2 separate regions of the Anser cygnoides genome follow, and region 1 is linked to region 2. A link is a contact called in public Hi-C data. All regions are on one chromosome and are shown on one strand. The core of a region is the stretch at or near the end of the contact, and the rest is flanking DNA. Distances in the headings are between cores, read along the strand shown. Region 1 holds the start of MXI1 (MAX interactor 1, dimerization protein). Region 2 overlaps MXI1 (MAX interactor 1, dimerization protein).

Region 1 (5,924 bases), core at 1,610-4,109, 49 kb after region 2:
AGCACGTGTCCTGGCCAGGTGGAGACAAACATCCACCTGCTACCTCTGTTTTTTTTTTTTAAAGACCATGTTTCCTTGGGGCAGGGCACCGTCATTCCCCTACGTGCACAGCACCTAGCCCAGCGGGGCTGTGACTCAGCCGCCTTCCTGGTGGGAGTCACACCGAAATAGCTCCTCAGAGCCCTGCCTAGCGCCGCGGTCGAACGACCCGGGCATGCTGCAGGAAGCAGGCGGGTGCCGAGTCTGCCTGCCGCCAGCCGGGACACAGCTCCCATCACCCGGCTTCTGGGGCTGGACTCCTTTGTCACTGCTAATTGCCAGGTAGGAGACCGCGCAGATAAGCGAGGAGCCATTATCAGCGTCTGGCAGCCAGCAAGGGGTGCAGCGAGCAATCCTGCCTGCTCTGGCAGACTAAAGGGCAGCGTATCCTCCTGGTGCAATAACCTGAGCTGAGCACGCAAATCTCTCCCCAGCCAGGCCAGGTATATACCCTAGGACGTAACCCTCCTGCCTCTGCAGCTGTTCCCCAGTTCAAACCGGGCCCGTCGTGCTCGGAGGTTGTTTTCCAGTTCCAGCAGCATTTCTCTTTGTTTGGGAGCAACACGTCAAAGCTGCCTGTTCTACCACGGTCACGTCTCGAGCAGCACGTTCAATAGCCCAGCCCTGCGCTAAACGGGACTTTTCAACCTAAAACGTCCCGACTGCCAACAAAAAAAAAAACTGAAAGATGTTGCAGAATCTCCTAAGAGAAGCGAGGAGTTTAATTGCTGGGACCGTGATTATCGTCAGCGGAAGATTCAGTGTAAACAACTCGGATGTGAACGCTTTCTTTCCAAAATAAAGCAACCAAAATCCCGTATCCCCGTGTTCTGCTCATGCAGCAGAGCCAGCAAGTTACACCGATCAGCCCGTTTTTCGGTCCCAAACACCAAAAGGATGCGTTTTTTACAAAGCACGCAAAACACCCGATGCCATCCACGTCACGGGCAAGAAGAATTCCGCCAGCCTCCCCCAGCAGGAGAAAGCACCGCGACAACACGGGTTTTCCTAGCTCCCCTCCGAGTCGCGAGCGCTCCTTAAAGAGACAAAAACAAGCGGAAGGTCTCAGCTAGGATTTCTGAAGCAACTGCGGCTGGTTTTTGCTGCTCGCTCCTGGCCTTTCCCTGCGTGCGGCCGCCCCTGGGCTGCTCTGCTCCTCCGCTGCGTGGCCGTGCAGACTCATTATGAAACGACAAATCGTAAACGGGAGGTGAAAAGCCGCTGTTATTGCAAGTTTTGGGAAGGGGAAAGGCTGAGAATGAGGGGCTTGGGGACCACCAGCGGCGGGGTCCCCAGCACAAAGCGGGGGTGCCCCGTACGGGGGCCCTGCGGCCATCGGAGCGGGGCGAGGGGGTGACGCTGTGATGGAGGCGTGCCGTGAGGGGCTGCGGGGTGCCGCTGCCGGTGCTGTGCGGAGTTTGGCGGAGAAGAAAAACGCAGCTGGAGGAAGAGGAGGAAAAGGAGAAAAAGGGGAAAAGAGAAAGCAGGGAGTAAAAAAAAAAAAGAGATAGAGAAATAAAAGAGATAAGAGCAAAATAAGAGGGAAAAATGGGGAAAATAAAAGAAGGAAAAAAGAAAAAAATGAAATAAAAGTGAAGGGATAGATGCGGACGAGGAGGGCGCGGAGGCACCCGGGGAGGGGACACCCGGGGACACCAGGGGACACCAGGGGACACCAGGGGACACCAGGGCACCCGGCGGCACCCGGCAGCCCCGGGCTCACCCCGCCGCCCCCCCCCCCCGCCCCGCTCCGCGCCCCGCTCAGCAACACGTGACGTCACGAGGGGGGGGGACCCCGGCGCCGCGCATTGGCGGAGCGTCGCGCCAGGCCCCGCCCCGCGGGAGGCGCCCGCCAATCGGCGCGCCGGGCTGCCTCCATGTGCGAACCATGCGCCCGCGGGGGCGGGGCCGGGGGCTGCCCGCTCGGGCTCGGCGCAGCTCCGCGGGCGCGCAGCGCGGCTCGCCCCGCTCCCCGCTCCGCTCCGTTCGCTCCGCGCAGCGCGGTGATCGCGGCGCAGCGCCAGCAGCGCAGCGCGGTGTGACGCCGTGCAGCGCAATGCAATGCAATGCAACGCAATGCAAAGCAGCGCCCCGGGGCACGGCGGCCCCTTTGTTCCCAGCACGCCTTCACTTCAGCCTTCAGCCCCCCCCCCCTTAGCCCCTTCCCCGCTCCGCGGGGGGGGGGGGGGGGAATCGCGCAGTTTGCGCGCATCCTCCGCGCAGCGGGAGGCCGGCCGCCACCCCGCAGCGGCCGCTCGCCCTGCCTTGCCTTGCCCTGCCTTGCCCCGCGGCTACCTGGCGAGCGCCGCCGCTTGCCTACGTGACTGTGCCCATGCCCCGGCGGGGGCAGCGGGGACGCGCCGCCGCCTCCTCCCCCCCCCGCGGAACCCCCCCCCGGGCTGCGGACCGCCCCCCCCCGGCCGTGGGACACCGACCCGAGCCGTGGGGCAGGGGGGGCACACGGCGGGGGTGCCGGGGACCCGGGGGGTGCCAGCCCCGTGGCGCTGCGCCGCTGCCCCCCCAGCCCCGAGTAGTGCCTTTATGCCCCCCCCCCCCCGGCTCGCTCACTCACTTTTATTCTCCTTCTCGATCCGCTCCAGGTAGCTGGCGGCCTCCAGCAGCACCTGCACGTTGCGCAGGAAGGTGTCCATGCCCGCGTTGCACAGCTCCCCCAGGGGGCAGCGGGCCCCGCCGGCCGCCCCCGCTCCCCCCCGCGGCTCCCTCCGCGGCCGGCCGCGCTTCCCCATGCCCCGGCGGCTCCCAGCCCCGGGCCCTGCGCGGCGGCGGCGGCGGCGGCGGCGCTGCGTGTGCGGCCGTGGGGCCCTGTGCGGCGGGGCCCGGCGCCGCCGCGGTCCTAGCGCTGCCGCTGTGGCGCTGCTTCGGGCCCCGGGGCCGCCGCCGCCGGCCCGCCCCTTCCCCGCTCCCCGACGGGGCGGCCCGGCCCGGCCCCGCCTGCGGGGAGCTGCGGCGGCGGGGTTGGGAGGTGTGCTGCCGCCCCGTGTCGCCCCGTGTCGCCTCACGTCGCCCCACACGTGTTCCCGCTGCTGTGTCCCCCCTCAGGGATGCCTGTCGCTGTCACGCCAAGCTCTTAGGGCCACCCAGGGTCCCCAAGCACAGCCCCGGCTTCACCCCTCGAGGGGTGTCGACACCAAGCCGGCCGAGGTTTTTGAGCGGTGTCCCCGCCAGTTTTGAGGGGACCCCCGGCCGCAAGGTGCCCCCCGACATCAGGGGACCCCCGGCTGCGAGCATGGCCCTGGTGCCCCCCCACGTCACGTCCAGCCACGTTAGGGAGCGATAATTGGCACCTGCGGTGTCACGGGGACCTGAGTCACCGGGAGCGGGCTAACCCCAGAGAGCAGTGCATGGAGTGAAGTCCCTCGGGCTCCCCAGTGCTTTGGGGAAGAACGGCGGCAGCATTTCGGCCGTCACACGCGCCTCGTGGGGCATGTGCCAGGGCCGGGCCGGGCTGTGTGACCACATGCCAGCGGCACCGTGTGCCCACCTCGGCCCTGCCTGGCTGCTTGAGGTGACGGCACCTTGTCTGAGCGGGGATTTCAGTGACACAATTCGTCCTGTCATCACGGCTGGCCGAGTGCCCCCAGCGCCACCCAAAACGGGATGGCTGGGTGTTGGTGATGCCGGCACCGAGAGCCAGCCACGTTTCAGGGTGCCTGGAGACGAGGGGGGGGGGTGCGGGGCAGAGCCGGCTGTGCCAGGAGCACAGCGGGACGGGACACGCTGCTCGGCACCGCAAGACGGTGGGAAGACGAGGGGCCGAGCCGGGCAGGGGGGGCATGGGAGCCAGGGCTGTGCTGGAGATACAGCCAGGCAGGCCAAGGGCTCCAGATGTACTTTGTTTTATTCACTCCGCTAAGTAGCTGAGGTAAGACACGGTTTCAGGTCACATGCCTGGTGTCTGCATCCTCAGTTACCTTCTGCAGTTCTTGGTCCTCCGTGTACATACACGGCCCTTCTCCTAGGATCTCGTAACGCCCTGTTCAAATCAGGGCTGTGCGGCGTCCTGCTTTTTCCCATGTGACAACGCCAGGTCTGAAGCCAGCGCAATCACCATTTTGAGACGCTTCCCTATTAGCTTAGTTCCAAAACTATTATTATTATTATTAAGTTACTTCCACAGAGAAAAGCAATCAGAATTATAACTCTCTCAGAACGGCTTTGTGCTGGAATTGTTCAAGCAGCTCTTGTGCACGTGGCCAGGCCGCGGGGTGCCCCGGGTGCCCCCAAGAAATGGGGTGGCTCTGTGCAGCTCTGAGCCCCAGTGACAGCCCCAGTGCCCTGCCCGGGGGCACTGCCCCAGCCCCTCAGTGCTCCATTTCTTCTAAATTTCTTTGGGCATCCGTTCTCAGCCATCGACAGCAGCAGGATGCCGAATTGGCCTGGCTGTCCTTGTGCTCTGCTACCCACACCTGTAGCAGCCCCACACCACAGCTCCCACGTGGATACAGGTCTGTGCAGAGATGGGTCCTTGGTGGGACTCGGACACCCGTCACGGGGACAGTCCTCGCACCGTGCTGTCTGTATGGGCACGGCCCATACCTGCCTGTCCTGCCTGCCGCTGCGATGTTCCCTGGGGAGTGGGGTAGGGAGGTAGCACTGCCACGAGGAGGGCCTGAGGAGAGGCCGGGATGCTGGGTTTCCAAGGGAATGGACCCGGGAGAAATGGGGTTTCCATGGGATATGGTCTGGTTTACATGCAGGGGCATTTCCATGGACATTTCCCCTGCCAGCATTGCCCCCCTGGGCATGCCACATCCCAGCAAGGCCCGTCTCTCTGCTCCCACTGTGCACGGGAAGGACGGGACACAAACAGAGCAGTGAGGGAGAAGGTTTTGCAATATCGCCGGCTCCACACACCCAGCGACCGCAGTCCGGCACCCCATGCACGTTAGCCGAAATTCAGCCAGCTGGGCCGGGCTCCCTTCATTTGCCTTCTTGTTTGCATCGTTTAACCTTTGAGCTCCCCCCGAGGTTTTAGTGTCAGGCTTCTCTCCGCAGGGCAGTGGCGGAGCTGCTTTGCCGGGCAGAAGCGGAGGGGCTGGCTGCACACCTATGGATCTGCTCAGGGGAGCCGGGGCGAGCTGGGGCGAGGTGCTGGCACAGCCCGGCTGCCCACGCCATCGGCAAACCCTCGCCCCCTTCCTCCTGCCCCTGTGGTAGCTGTGCCTGCAAAACGAGGCTGCAGCATGTGAGGGCTCCTTGCCCGAGCCCTCCCCGGGTGGAGGAGGCTGTAAATCACCCCTCGGACGGACTGTGTGGGATGTGGAGGCAGTGAAAGGGTTGGGGGCCAGAACAGCTCTGGGTTTCGGTCTGCAAAGTCTCCTGGACGCATCTGCTCTCTCTCCTTTATGGCTAACGCCATCGTAATCCTTTTACAAAATTTCACCTGCAGTCTGCTGCTGCCCTTTTGGAAGGACGAACCTGTTTTCCAAGTGATAATTGCACTGCCCATCTGTCAAGGGCAGACATTTCTCACTGCTCGATAGCGGTACCAAGATAGTGGGAAAGAAAAAAAAATAAATAAAAAATGGCTTGGAGGGCTAGTGTATCTCTTTTTTTTTTTTTTTTGGTGGTGGTGGTGGTGGTGCCACAGTGTGTGTGGTCACAGACTAGAGCTGGACTGGAGCAGCTGGAGGCAAAGCAGATTTCTGATGGATCTGGAGTGACTGCTAAAGGCTCGATCTCACAGCTGGACCCGGGGACTCCCCACAGCACCGCCTTCACCAGGGCAGGGCAGCAGGAAGCCTCGATCAGTGCTAAGAACCACGGCTGTGAGGAACGACATTTTGTCTTTTAACATTTCTTTTCCCACTCCGATACCAGTCTTTTCACTTCCAAATACCTCGGCATCCATTTTTTTCATTTGC
Region 2 (5,412 bases), core at 2,780-5,279:
CACAAAACCAGAAATAGTTCATCACAGCCACAGAAAGATTATTTCTCTACTCAAGCACGGGTGTTGTGCCTCTTAACAAGGGACAACACATTTTGAAGAAGAGTGGGGGACACAGGGGAATATTTAAACAGAGGCAATTCACCGTAACGCATAACTCGACAGCAGAACCACTCAGGATCTTCTCTTCACAGGATCAAAGGGCACGAGAAGAACAAAGGGTCAGCTGAAGTGATACGAATGACCAAGATGGAAGAACACAACTCATTTCAGATACAGAAATGTTTAATGGCGTTAAAGTGCTACTTTAATGGGGACCATATGCTAACATTTAAACACAATTCCACTGCACTGCTAAATATGGTTGTCTTTATTTTTTATTTACTTTATTTACTTCTTTTTGCCCAACCCTACCTAAAACAATAAAATAAAGTCTAAAGGACTGAAATTAACAACCCATTCAAATCAGCAATAAGTTATGAATTTTATAAAGCATTTTTTTTTCCTCTTCTTTTCTTAGTAATGAGGGGTAGTTAAATTACTTAAGGATATACAAAGTTTCAAACAATGCCATAGGTGAGGACTCTATCAAGGTTTTTAAAACTTGGAAAAAACGAAATAATCCTGGCCATTAAAAAGACAAAAATAAAAAACAGCAAAGCCCTCAAAGTGCAGGTTAGAATGCTCATCTCTGAGAAAATTAGAAAACATTTGCTAGAATAGCTCTTAACAGCACCTGCACAGGTAAGATGGCAAGGCCCTTGGGAACAGGACGTGCAGTCAAAACATTACATTAACGTGAGAGACGTGCTGAGCTTAACTAGGTTAACTACTGGACTGGAACTTCAAAAGTCAGCAGAGGGAATGATTCTAAAAAGAAAACCAAAGGAACCCTCACCGAACTTGGCCTTCTCCAGCTAGCACAGCCTTCATCCATTATGTGCACGGCAAAAAGCATTTTGCATTTCATTGGGTCAAGTGCTTCATCAAAACAGAGATCTTCTCATGGCGTAAATTCATATAAAAGACATCTAAGGTTTAATATGGACAAGCTCTAAAAAGACGCATCAGACTTGGGGTGTTTTCCCTCCCAACACATTTACAAACGTTTATCAAAAAATCTCTTCAAATAAAAAGGTCATAGTGGCTCAGTATCTGGGCACGACTTTCTGGCATATCGCCTCTCGTGTGTGCTGGTTTCTTTCTGCCCTCAGCTGGTTGTGTGCCTGCGCGTGGGCACGCATCTACCGGGAGATCTGCTGTCGCTGTCACAGCACGACACAGCCCATGATGTGCTGGTAGATTACAAGCGTGTACCCCTCGCTTTAGCCACGCGTCAGAGGTACTTGCTTTTTAAATGATGTCCAACAGAAAGCTGAGCTGAATGGTATTCTCTCCTGTACATCTCTTTTCACTGCCCCTCTCTCTGGGCACAGAATGAGACCTTAATCATTACTGTTGTTGTTTCTAGGCTACTTATGCCCTCACAGATTTCCTATTACATTACGACAGCATTGGATTGTGATAAACTGTAGGACATGGTCCTTTTAGGACCACAAAAGCTCTTCAGAAGGGCCTAAACAAGGTTGTTCAACCTGAATGCAGTGTAAGAAATTCTGACATTTCTCAGATCTCATGACAGAAAGAGAGGGATGAGTCTCTAGTATCCTCTTTCAAACAAAGAAATTCAAAACAAAGTGTTTCATCGCTAAGGTCTAGATCCAGGTCCCACAGAAACAAATGGACATCACGGACTTCAATGGGACTAGGGTTTGGTCTAACTTTTGGCCAGCAGGAATTGGGATTGGTAATGTGACCAAATGAACACGTGGGTTTCTTCCCTCACCCCAAAGGTTTTATTTACAGGTCTCTTCAGGACTAGCTGTCAACGTGTCATTTCTGAAAGAGGATACTGGCATCTAGGACCCAGTTTGATCACCCCAGTGAAATCTTTCGCCCTGCACTGTCATCTCACTTGGTTCTAGGAAGCAAAGGAGAGCTTGACACTGGCGCTGGAGTAACCCTCGTCACTCCCAATACTCTGCAAGCTGCTGTGATCATCAATGTCACTGATGCTGGTTGTGCTGATATTGTCCACTTCTCCATGGGAGAACTCTGTGCTTTCAACGTCCACTTCAATCTCTTCTAAAAAGGGAAATGAGAGAAACACACACAGGTTAGCATCACAAACCCAACTGCTTCCTTCAAGCCAGCTGCCAGGAGGTCACTGCAGCAGCAGCCTGGCAGGAAGACTCTCGGTGTTTTCCCTTGGGGTAGGATAGGCTATGGACATGATTTGGGAAAGGACTAGCTACCAGCCTGGAGCTTTTCACAGGGACTTTGCAAAGGGGCTTGACTCCTCCAGAATGCAAAACACACTGTCAGTATAAGTGGGCCATCTCATGCACTGAACTTGTTACTCTGCCTCTGTTCTTTGGAACGGTATTACCCCCGTGTTGGAAACAAACAAACAACAACAAAAAAGAAACACAGACAGAACAGAGGACAAGAGAGAAAATAGAGCATAAGTCACCCCTAAAGTTACCCCTACCTGTAACATGCTATTCGATTGATATCACTTTGCCAAAAGTGGGACCACCCATTATAATGGGCATTATAATGCATTAAGATGAGGGTCTGAGTTACTTTCAGAGCTACTGAGTGGACCTAAGAGCTTAAATCCTGTTTTTAAGAGGGTATTAGAAAGCAGATTATCTTGATTTCCATAGCATTCAGGAATTTTCCAAAAGGATTTTTTTTTTTTCCAAACTGTAGACTCAAACCCGAACTACATGGCATGCTTGAGTCTGTTAGTAAATATCAAGCTATCTACTGTGCCCACCTGGGATCCACAGCAGAGGTGTTTCAAAAAAGAAAATTATCTGAATTCAGTTAGCCATTCAGACCATCTCTATCCAGTTTTAACTGAGATGAACAGTATGGGAAGCTTGGAAAAGAAAGGGGGTTGGTGGTAGAATGATTCTTGGAGTTTTAAGAGACAGTTTGCTTGGTTATGCCACGGTAGGCCCAAATACAGGAAATATATTGGAGAGCATGAGAAGTTGCTTTGCAACATCTGCTCCAGCCCCAATAATATCTTTCTTAGATATTCTCTTTGTGTTGCTGAGAGATACAAAAAAGGGACAATGCATATAACATCTTTAACATCAGGTATTTATCTACCATCTTGTGACCACTGCAAATTACTTTGCGTAACTGATGCTTTCGTATTTTAGAGAGCTCTTCAGAGAAGCAGTATCACTTTAAATGCCACCGAAATCATCCTGAGATGACAATGGCAACACTTCTTCCAAACTTAACTGTAACTCAAACAAAAGGCAAAACTTTTTGTATGTAAGTGTGTGCATATGTATGCAAGTACATGTGTAAGCAAAATCAGTAGCCTAAATAGCAGAAGTCAGAGAGAAGGGGGTAGCTGAGAGACAAGAAATGGATCAGCCCCCTGCCCCCTCTTCTCAGAGTCCCGGGGATTCCCTGCCAGCTCAGTGACACCCACCTCGCTCCGAGTCTGAGCGATCAGAGGAAATGGTAGATCCAATGCTGTCCATTCGTATTCGCTCTATCTCCTGAGACCCCTGTAGTTGTTCCAGTCTTCTCTTTAGGAATCTTTGTTCTCGTTCCAGGTTCTCAAGCTGGTGTTGGCTTCTCCTCTCGGTCTCTTCAAGTTTCTGACATGATCAAATATGGCTCAGTAATAGGTTTCATTCTTTTCTCCTTCCCTCCCACCCCCACTGTCCAGCCACCTGCTTTACTTAGACGTTCCCAGGCCCCTGAAGGATTTAAGCTGCAAAAGAGCACTGAAACAAGCTGCTTTCCCCTTTCCAGGAGTTGTGCTGTCTCCTCACAACTCTTCCTGTTCCCAGGCTCTGATAAATCACACATGCATTGGTATCAAAAGGCTTTGAAGACAGAGCCTCTCCAGAGGAAGCGATAGGAACCGTAGCACTGTGGGCCATTCTGCCTGAGCTCAGCCCCCTGCATTACCACATCTGTCCACAAAGGGGCCTCGATGCCCTTAACCAAACCAACCCAGCGTTAAAATCAGCTGTCACATAAAAACGTGCCCCGGGAGCTCCGTGTTCCTTGCTGCATGGTTTAGCAGGATTTCTCAGAAACAGTTTTCTATTTAGTAAGTGATTTACATAACCTACTACAGATTTCTTTGATCACAGCTGGGAAATCTACCAGGGCACTGTTCTTTGTTTCCTAGGACAAGCACATTGCATAAGGAGGAGTCATTTCAGGCTAACCCCGTCCCTTCAGCAGGGCTTTTTCTCCTTCGCCACCCATCCTCCCTCCCACTATCCTGGGCTGTGACAAAGGGTTCCAGCCTTTTCCAGATATTGACAATGCTGCGTTTTCTCTTTGTGCTTCACTCTGCCAGGAGTGAAACTAGATGAGTGTTGGGCTGGCTGGCTGGCTCCCACACGGAACTTCAGCAAGCCAGCCCTGGCTTACCCTCCTGGGATTTGCACCAATGTTTTGGCAATGGAAACTCACTGGCACATCAGAAGAAAAGGTGCATTTCCCATCAAAATGGGGTCATTCAACAGTAGGTATGTTTTTCTCGTAAGAGCTGTTGCTGTCAACAACTGATGACGATACAGAATAAGGCTCCTGCTTTCCAAATCAATCATTTCCACAATTAACAGAGTTCCTTATGGACTCTCCTAACAATGTGGCTTGTAGTAATGATAAATGATTAACCGAAGAGACAATGCTTGCTTGTTGCTTTATATATATATACACACACATAAAATGTAAATAATTAGATATATATGTATATTAACATATCAACATGTACTACTAGTAGTTAAGAATTAGAATGAGTATTAGAAGTATTAGAACGAGTCCAGAGGAGGGCCATGAAGATAATCAAAGGGCTGGAGCTCCTCTCCTATGGAGAGGGACTGAGAGAGCTGGGTCTGTTCAGCCTGGAGAAGAGAAGGCTCCGGGGAGAGCTCATTGCAGCCTTCCAGTACCTAAAGGGGGCCTGCAGGAAAGCTGGGAGGGACTCTTTGTCAGGGGGTGTCGTGATAGGACAAGGGGGAATGGTTTTAAACTAAAAAACGGTAGGTTTAGATTAGGTATTAGGAAGAAATTCTTCACTCAGAGGGTGGTGAGGCGCTGGTGCAGGCTGCCCAGAGAAGCTGTGGCTGCCCCATTGCTGGAGGTGTTCAAGGCCAGGCTGGATAGGGCTTTGAGCAACCTGGTGTGGTGGGAGGTGTCCCTGCCACTGGCAGGGGGTTGGACTTAGATGATCTTTAGGGTCCCTTCCAACCCAAACCATTCTGTGATTCTATGGCATAAGGTTTGATTTTTGTGTGGTCTTGTGTGGATCCAGGAGTTGGACTCTGTGATCCTTGGGGGTCCCTTCCAACTCGCGGTATTATG

The links. A called contact is a pair of places that touch in the nucleus more often than the background predicts.
Region 1: a contact with region 2 is called in a Hi-C map of liver, with 3 times the contacts expected there. The contact joins the promoter of MXI1 here to the enhancer-like site in region 2. A contact is called at or near these places in 5 of 7 Hi-C or Micro-C datasets (blood, granulosa cells and liver).

The regions. Positions count from the first base shown.
Region 1 is chr7:11,058,267-11,064,190 of Taihu_goose_T2T_genome, forward strand. MXI1 (MAX interactor 1, dimerization protein) reads right to left here and starts at 2,860. Exons shown (of 6, transcript XM_067000762.1): 1 at 2,612-2,860. The coding sequence starts at 2,786.
Region 2 is chr7:11,008,427-11,013,838 of Taihu_goose_T2T_genome, forward strand. It overlaps MXI1 (MAX interactor 1, dimerization protein), which reads right to left. Exons shown (of 6, transcript XM_067000762.1): 5 at 3,515-3,686; 6 at 265-2,142. The coding sequence ends at 1,979. Among named protein-coding and RNA genes, the nearest start is that of SMNDC1, 19 kb to the left of the region's middle. Within about 2 kb of position 4,030, at least 2 of the 3 cell types and tissues checked have open chromatin away from gene starts, as enhancers often do.